2 separate regions of the Mus musculus genome follow, and region 1 is linked to region 2. A link is a contact called in public HiChIP or PLAC-seq data. All regions are on one chromosome and are shown on one strand. The core of a region is the stretch at or near the end of the contact, and the rest is flanking DNA. Distances in the headings are between cores, read along the strand shown. Region 1 has its middle 20 kb from the start of Gm41608. Region 2 holds the start of Ppp4r1 (protein phosphatase 4, regulatory subunit 1).

The links. HiChIP or PLAC-seq counts read pairs in DNA pulled down with a chosen protein or histone mark.
Region 1: a contact with region 2 is called in an H3K27ac HiChIP or PLAC-seq map of embryonic stem cells, with 5 times the contacts expected there. The contact joins the enhancer-like site here to the promoter of Ppp4r1 in region 2. A contact is called at or near these places in 3 of 39 promoter capture datasets (cranial neural crest, hippocampal neurons and liver), 1 of 484 Hi-C or Micro-C datasets (embryonic stem cells), 7 of 115 datasets of contacts at active chromatin or transcription factors (embryonic stem cells, epiblast stem cells and extraembryonic endoderm stem cells) and 1 of 9 other capture datasets (embryonic stem cells).

What each region holds. Positions count from the first base shown.
Region 1 is chr17:66,483,928-66,488,122 of GRCm38.p6, reverse strand. No RefSeq gene overlaps it. Among named protein-coding and RNA genes, the nearest start is that of Gm41608, 20 kb to the left of the region's middle. Within about 2 kb of position 2,197, at least 37 of the 459 cell types and tissues checked have an H3K27ac peak or open chromatin away from gene starts, as enhancers often do. A contact at or near this core is called in embryonic stem cells, epiblast stem cells and extraembryonic endoderm stem cells, where this site is marked.
Region 2 is chr17:65,780,982-65,785,129 of GRCm38.p6, reverse strand. It overlaps Ppp4r1 (protein phosphatase 4, regulatory subunit 1), which reads right to left and starts at 1,775. Exons shown (of 20, transcript NM_001114131.1): 1 at 1,681-1,775; 2 at 1,462-1,506. The coding sequence starts at 1,687.

The DNA of each region.
Region 1 (4,195 bases), core at 948-3,447, 700 kb before region 2:
GGAGTTAGGCAGAAAATGTGCTAGGAGAGGCCCCAAGTTGGGGTGAGGAGCGAACAGGAAGCAGGCATAATAAGTGGGTGAGGAGATGTTCCCTTGCTTCAGGCCAGTAGCTGTCACCAGGAGCTCAGGACCAGCCTGCCCTGGAAGTGTCCTGGTATTCTGTTTTGTTTGGATTAATCAATTGCAGAATCAGGCACGTTGGTTGTTGGTTTTTGGTTTTTGGTTTCGGGTTTTTTTTTTTAAGAACACAAAGTATGGATTTTATAGTTTTGGTTTTTTTTTCTCAGTGACTCTTCCTGAGCCCCCAGTAAGATCCAGACCTCAGAGGCTGCCCCTACAGCCTCTCCCAGTAGCTCAGCCCACAGATAAGCCTTATTACTTCACACAGATAAAACCTAAAGTCTGAGCCGGGCGTGGTGGTACATGCCTTTAATCCCAGCACTCTAGAGGCAGAGGCAGGCGGTCTACAAAGTGAGTTCCAGGACAGCCAGGGCTACACAGAGAAACCCTGTCTCGAAAAACAAAAGCAAAAACAAACAAACAAAAAAAAACCTAAAGTTTGTCAGATTACTGATGCCGTAGTGGCCACTGTGCTAATAAGCCATAATCCCCCCATTCCATGCAAGTCTCTTCTAGATTATAGGAGTTTAGAGTTGATATCGTTCTAGGTCTGTCTTATGATAGTCATGGGCATGCATCAGAGCTGACATCAGTTTTCTACACTGTCAACACTGGTACCTATTGTATGAATACTCTGTCCGTTTGATAATTATGTTGGTGATATGTAGTGTCATTGCAACGGTTATACTGTAACAAAAATAATGATCAAACATCTAGCTGAATAGTAAGGTTAATTAGGTTGTTTAAATATTTAAATGGCGCATACCTTTAATCCCAGCACTTGGAAGGCAGATGCAGGAGAATTTCTGAGTTTGAGGCCAGCCTGGTCTACAAAGTGAGTTCCAGGAGAGCCAGGGCTATACAGAGAAACCCTGTCTCAAACAAAACAAAACAAAACAAACAAAAAAAAAACAAAATAAATAAATAAATAAATGGGATCTTATAATTTGATTTATCATTTAAATAATTAAACGACTGTTTAAATGATGAAATAAGTATAGTTATTATTTATACGAATATATTTTATTAACTTGTGCTGCTTCTTTTCATTCTTTTCCCCATTCTGATAAATAGATGGTGGCACGTCACCCTGCTTTCTGTTGTAGCTGTTGTTGTTTTGTGATGCGGGAGCTTCCTGGAGGTTAAGCAAGCACTATACTACTGAACTGTACTCCCAGCAATCACTGTGGTCTTGGTGCGTTTTCTCCAGTCGCTTGCTTTTGTCTTGTTGATTCGTTGATCTGTCTTTACATATGTTAGGTACTCTTCTGAAGTATTGCCATTGAGCTGTGAACATTAACATGTGATGTGGGACCTGATGTCTGTGCAGATAGAGTCTTGAAAAAGAGGAACCCTTACTTGGTGGCAGCTGGTAGGAGCCGGAAGAGAACAGAAGATGTCAGCACTAAGGTAACATGGGCATAAATTAAGTCTATCCAAAGAAGGACAGGCTCTGAGCTTTATTAAAAACCTACCACATTTAAGGGCTTGCTGAAAATGAACTCCATGGACGTCAGCAGGTTGTCCAGCTGTGCCACCGCTCTGTTTGGTCTCAAATGAATTTACAGAGAAGGGAAATGGACCACTCTTCCTCAGAGCACCCCAGGTTTGTGAGTGGTGCTTCCCCTCTGCCTGCGTGTGCAGCCTCTAGACAACCATCCCAGGACGAGAGTCAAGGACAGAGCAATTTCTCCCTGGGTGGTGCCTGGTCGGCCTCTCTCTAAATTGGGGGAGAGGGGATGGCTGAAAGGCAGATGTCCTGAGTCCTGGCACACCCAACCCAGCACCAGGTCGGCCTGCTCCGGGCCCTCAAATGCTTCTCTGTATTTTGTGTCCTGACATCATTGAGATGATTCGTTGCCATTGGCATTAAACCCATGCTCACATTCCAGGAAAGGTCTGATTTCATAGGGAGAAAGTCTCAATGGAAGCGACACAGGATCCCCCAGCGCCCGCAGTCCTAGATCGGAGACTATCAGGTGCCCTGCCTGCGGGAGCAACAAACTGTGACTTCTTTCGAACACAAGCCTGGCTTTGTTACCGCCGAGGTCACCCCTTGCACTGCCCCAGACTTCCTGCAGAGGGAGCCCACTTGAGCCGGTTTGCCTTTCTCTCTTTGGCTGAAAGGATCCAGGTTGCCTGCGCCCGTCTTAGACATAGGATTTTAAAGTCACCCATGAAACAATTCCCTCAGCACCCTACAGCCTGTTTTAAGGTCCAAGAGCTTGTCCCCTTCAGATCCTTGTAGTTTCTTTTCCTTGTCTGCACCGCTGTGCATCATCACAATACAGTAGTAGTTTTTTTAAGGCAAAAAAAAAACGACATCCTTGCATCTCACTCAGCAGCTGCAGGGAAACAAGGACAGAAACAAGCAGTTTAATAGAATCCAGTGTAAGTTAGCTAGGGCATCTTAACCTCGTGTTCCTAAAACACACTTATGTAATTTTCCACAGGGTTCTCTACCCAGGGCATCCAATTCTGGTTAATTTGAAATAGCCTCAGCAAGAATACAAGACGGAAGAACCTCTGTATTGGCTTGCCCTGTCTTATCCATTGTCAAAGTTTATGATTTTATAACGTTAAGGGTTCATGATTCGCTGAAGAATGATATGGTGGACTCAAATAGTATGCAAGCACAAAGAATGTTTTATTCTGCACAAGTCCAGCATGCTGGGGTCTCCCATCACCAAGATAGACAACCAAGTGAGCTCTCAGTCCTGATTTTAAAGCACATTAGGGGATGACAGGGTTAGGTGATCTTTATCTTGCTCCATCTCTAGGGACATTCCATTACTGGGACGTGGGGGCTGGAAACTCTTTAACCCATTGTCCTTGCCTCAAGCCAGGTGGTGGGGCAGCTTCTGAGACCTGGGACTTGCCTGGACTTGCCTAGTTCGTGGAAACAAGAGATTTAGGCCTGAACTTCCAATTTGAAGAATTATTGTCACATCTTGCTGTTCAACTCTAGGACCCCCTGTCCCAGGGAAGCTTCCTGTGGAACCCTGTGGGATTTCTGACTCCAGTGCATCTTTAGAAGCCCATTTGCACACTACAGACATGTCCCAGTTCTTTACAGAGCACTTGGTGACAAAGTCACTGGGGCACACAGGATAGTGGTTAAGCTTGCAAAGGGGCTGCCTCAGCTACCAAACTGTGCTAACGCGTGATCAGTAGCATGGAATTGAGATGGCATTCCAGAGGCCGGATGGACATGCTGGCCCTTACGGTGCTCATGATGCTGGTGAGAATAACCAGGCTAAAGTGGGACTCATTTCCTCCACACCTAGAACCAAAGTGCATCTGCCTCAGGGATATGAATGGTACAGCTAGTGACCCAGAGCCTCCACAGATAGGGGCCAAGAGACATTCGATGACAGCAGCCAGTTTTCATTTCAGCTGTGACTTGCCACATACTATGAATCTAGGGAATTTACAGAATTATAATCTACGGCTTATAGAAACTTTGCTGCTTCTTGTCTACAAGATGAGTTCAAGGGCAGAGCATGGCTGTTAAAGCTCCTGAGATAATCAATGGCAGAAATATTCTGATTTTTCTCATTAGAAGCCACAAAAGAACAACCCGCTTCCCAGGAGATGAGCTGATGGTAAGATCAACCTGCAGAGTAGCCTGGCTCATGCTGGCCTCCAGTCACCTGAGTTTCCAAGGATTTCATGTTGGACATTCGGGTCTTCCTAGATGACTCAGTGTCTCAGGGATGACAGCATGTGGCTTTGTGGATTGGCACTGTAGTGCCCTGAATTAAGCCCTTCCCCCAGCCTTGAGTTGACTAAACAGACCTCAGAGGGTTTGCAACCATGCTGGAGGGACCACATTTGCATTTCTAATGGAGCCTCCAGGAGGAGTTGACTTCCTGTTGTAACAGAACCCAACTGAAACAAAGGGATGGGTCTTTGGGGTTTGCCTATATAAACTCGGAGCTGAAAATGAAACTTTGAGCCATGATTGGAACTCTTTGGCTTGGCTTCATTCTTCTCTCGCCCGCCTATCCGATCTCATTCTCAGCCTCCCTTTCAGGTGTACCTACCCAGTTCTCTGTGACTCCTGGACAGCTAC
Region 2 (4,148 bases), core at 526-3,025:
TCACCTGAGGAGGAAACCTCTTTATCTTGCCCTAGGCAATCCGGGGGGGGGGGCATTTTCTTAGGGACCCTTGTTGGGAGGACCTAGCCTGTTGTTGGTAGTGCCATCTCTGGATCCTGGGTGCTTTTGAGAGAGCAGGCTGAGTGAGCCAGGAGGAACAAACAACTAAGCAGCGCCCTCCATGGCCTCTGCATCAGCTTCCAGTTCCAGATTCCGGCCCTCATGATGAAGATGATGAACTGCAATAAGGAAGAATACGAGCCACAAACCTCTTCTCAAGTTGCCTTTGGCCATGTTGTTACATCATATCAACAGAAGTGCTGACTAAGGCACTTTCTCAAGGCAACACCTCCCATTGCTCAGAACAGGAATTTAAGTGGAGTAAAGAAAATCCTATCAGACAATGCTACTGACTATCTGCATAGCATTTGTAAGAGCAATTTTCGCGAAGGCATCTCTGGATTACCGGAACAGGTATGAAATCACACTCCCCAGTCCAGGCAGGCTCTCTCCCCTCACCAGACAGCTCTTGTATCACAGCAACCAGCTCAACTCTGCATATTTCTTGGTTTCAGATCTCCCATGAACTACACTTAATAACATTTTGTGCACACTTTATTCCTAAAATGCATTTTCCACCAGTCACTCTATCTGCAAACATTAACACGAGTAGAAAGCATTTCTACTTAAGTGTAATTCACAACTTCTTCCCATATAAAGTTAGCTAAGTCATAGTCTTTTCTGTCTCCAACCACCATTATTTTCTGAAGCTTAGAAAAACACAAAACACACTCAAAATGAAAGATATCTTTCTAAATAACTCATTTCCTTCACCACATGGAAACAATGTCCACAAGCTGACTGGGTTTTGTTTTTTGTTTTTTAATGTACAAAAAGAGTCAACTCTTTAAAAACTTTAATATCTCAACGGAAACCTGCAATTTTAGCATTTAAGTACCAGAATGAGCTTTGAACACTCCCAATTTTAAAAAGCTGCTCTCTGAACCTAGTCACTGCATCCTGCCAAGGTCACACCTACTAACCTCCCCGAAAATCGGAAATCAAATGTGTGAGTGAGTGGTGGTGGTGGGGACCCGAAACGGCTCAGAGGTCAAGTACAACACAGGTATGTAACCAGCACACACTAGGGCGAGGGAACCCCCGAGGGCGGGCCGAGCACCGCACGCCGCACAGCCCCCCGAGCCTTGCGGAAACACCTCCCGGCACCCGCCGCCTCCTTCATCGGGGCGAGGGTGCGGAAGACACTCAGGAAAAACACACCCATGTCCCCTCTCCGGCCTCCGCCCCACGGGCTTCTGCTTCCCCAACAGCCGCCCCGCGGCCCGAGCCTGCGGGCGGCGGCCGAGGTCCGACCACGCGGGTGCTCCCCAGCGCGGCGGGGTCCCGAGTCCGCCCGCTCGCCCGCCGCCCTCCGGGGCTGCCAGGCCACCCGCCACTCACGTCCGTCCGCGTCCTCCGGCAGGTCCTCCTGGAGCAGGGAGAGGTCTGCGCCGGGGGAGAGAAGAAAGGCCGGGTCAGCGTCCCGGGCCGGCGCCGCGCCCCAGCCGCCCGCCGCCCGCCCGGCGGCGCCTCCCCGCGCCGGCCTCTCCCGGGCACTGCCGAGCGCGGGGAGCCGCCGCCGTCGCCGCCGCCGCCGCCCGGGGAACTGGGGCCACGTACCCGCCATCTTGTGCTCGCCCCCGCCTCCTCGTCTCCCGGGATCCCGCTCCGCGAGCCGCTCAAGTAGAGAGCCGGTGGGCGCGCGCGGGCCGGCGGGGGCGCGCGCGGGGCGGGCCGAGGCCCGGGCCTGCGGCGGCGGCTCCCGTACGCCCGCCCGCCCGCGCGCCGCCCGCCGCCCGCTGCCCGCCGCCCGCCTCCCGCGCCCGGCCGGCCCGGCCCCGAGGCGCGCTCCCACCCGTGGCTAGAGGCGCCCTGGCGCCGAGCGTGCGGAGCGCGGCACGAGCTGCCCGCCGGGGGACCTGCGGCGTGTGCCCGAGCCGGGCGGGCGGGGTCCCCGCGGCCCGCAGCTCTGTTGGGTCACCGGCCTCGCCCACCGCTGGCCGCCGCCCGCTCCGCCGCGCGCCGCTCGTCGCCCGCGCCCCTCCCAGACCTGCTCGTGCGTCGCCGGCGGTCCGCGGCCGAGCCTCCCGCCTCCGAGTGGAGGAAGCGCCGCCTCCGCCCGCGCGCCCAGGCCTCGCGAGTGACTGAACAAAGCCCAGGCCCCGGGCCGGACGACGGTTTGAATGACAAAAGTTCCGCCGGCCCAGCCGGCCTGCCTTCCCGTGCGGCGCGGCACGTTAAAGCCCCGGCACCGGCTTCCGAGCCCGCGCGCTCCCCTGGCGCCCGCCCGAGCTGACCCTGAGCGGCCCGGGCGCGCGGGCCAGGCCGAGTCCAGTCACTCCGCGGTTCTTAGCCTTGTGACCGCAGGGAGGATCGCCGAGGATACCTGCCCCCTCCGCCTCTCCGGGGAATGGCAGACTGTCAGGAATCCAGCACCGTGCTTGCTACCTCGGGAGTCCGGTCGCCGGGTGCCTGGGATTGGCAGCGCTTTTCTCGAGTGAACTATCACACATCTTACTGGTCCCTTTGTTTGAAGAGAGTTAAACGGTTCTTGTAGGTTCCCCAGGCAAAGTAGGGCAAAATCCAGATTTTTCTGACTCCAGTTCGCCGTCCCATTTCTGTGAGTCTTAGGTCTAAATCCAACATCAGTGAGGTCTCCAGAATGGTCGCCCGTAAAATGAGTCTCATACATGATGCCCGTTTTTGAGTCTGATATGAAAAAAGGAGGATTTTAAAGGTTCAGCTTGTTCCTTTCTGCACCATAGTCCTAATTCAAGGCAACATATTGGCATTTTAAAACACGGGGAATCAGAACAAGTTGTAGGTGGTCTTTGGCTACTTTGTGTGTTCTTTCTTCCACCCCTCTTCTTTCACCCTTTCAACTCCCTAATACTAAAAAAGGGTAGGGGTGGAAGGGGCCATCATTATATATTGGACTACTTCCTGCTGATGAGGGTTGATGAGCTTCTTGGAGCAAGCTTGATCTTCGTAGTCAGGTATATCTAATTTCTTCTTCCTGTTTCTTTACTCACAACTACTTAACAAACAGCAACCAATCTCTCCCGCCCTAGTATTTACATACCCTCTGGAAAGTCTCCGGAATCCCAAATGGCAGAAACTATTTGTAGCTGGCAAATTCACACCCCTGCTAGAGCATGAGGCAACTCACTGTCAGCTTCTGTGGACAATATGAAGCAGCCCCATATCTCACACCTGGGATTAGAACAAAAACAAATTCCCATAAAAATTTTCTGTGTTTTTCAACAAAACCAAATTCTCACTACACTCAGTCATCAGATCCTCTTAAGCACAAGTAATCGCATCTGCTCAGGGAAATGAGTTAGCCACCGTTTCCCCAACATCTCTCCCTGTTGCATATTACTTAACATAAAACACAGATTGTATAATATAAATTGAAATTCTAAGAGATTAAAACAATCAAATAGATCCTATAGCTCCAAAACCTGTCTAATTTCTCAAATACACGATAATTAAATACCAAACTTCCACATGCATTTTTCTTTGAAGAATTTTTTTTTTTTTTTTAAAGACAGCCTCTTGCTGGTCTGAAAGTCACTAAATCTAGCTTGCTAGAAAGCCCCAGGAGCCCACGTAGTGGTAGTGCACTCAATCCCCAGTACTCAGGAGGCAGGTGGATCTCTGAGTTTGAGGCCAGTGTGGTCTGCAAAGCAAATTCCAGGACAGCCAAAGCTACACAAAATCTAGAAAAGCAAAAAAACAAAAAACAACAAAGTAACAAGGACTTGCCCCCTGACCACTAGGATTGTACACAAATTTGGGGGATTAAATTTATGACCTCATAAGGCAAGGCAAACACATCAACTGAGCTGTCTCCTCAGACCCTGATTTCTTTCTGGGCCTGTTTTTTTTTTTTTTTTTTGGCAGGGACTCAACATATTGCTTTGGCTGGCCTCAAGCTCAGGGTTGGCCTTCCTCTGTCTCAAAGTACTTGGGATTAAAGGCACATGTCACCATGCCTGGCTCTTCTTTTTAAAAGTCTTATTAGTGTATATTCATTATAAAAATTGGTATGGCATTTTCATAAATATGTATGATATACTTTGCTC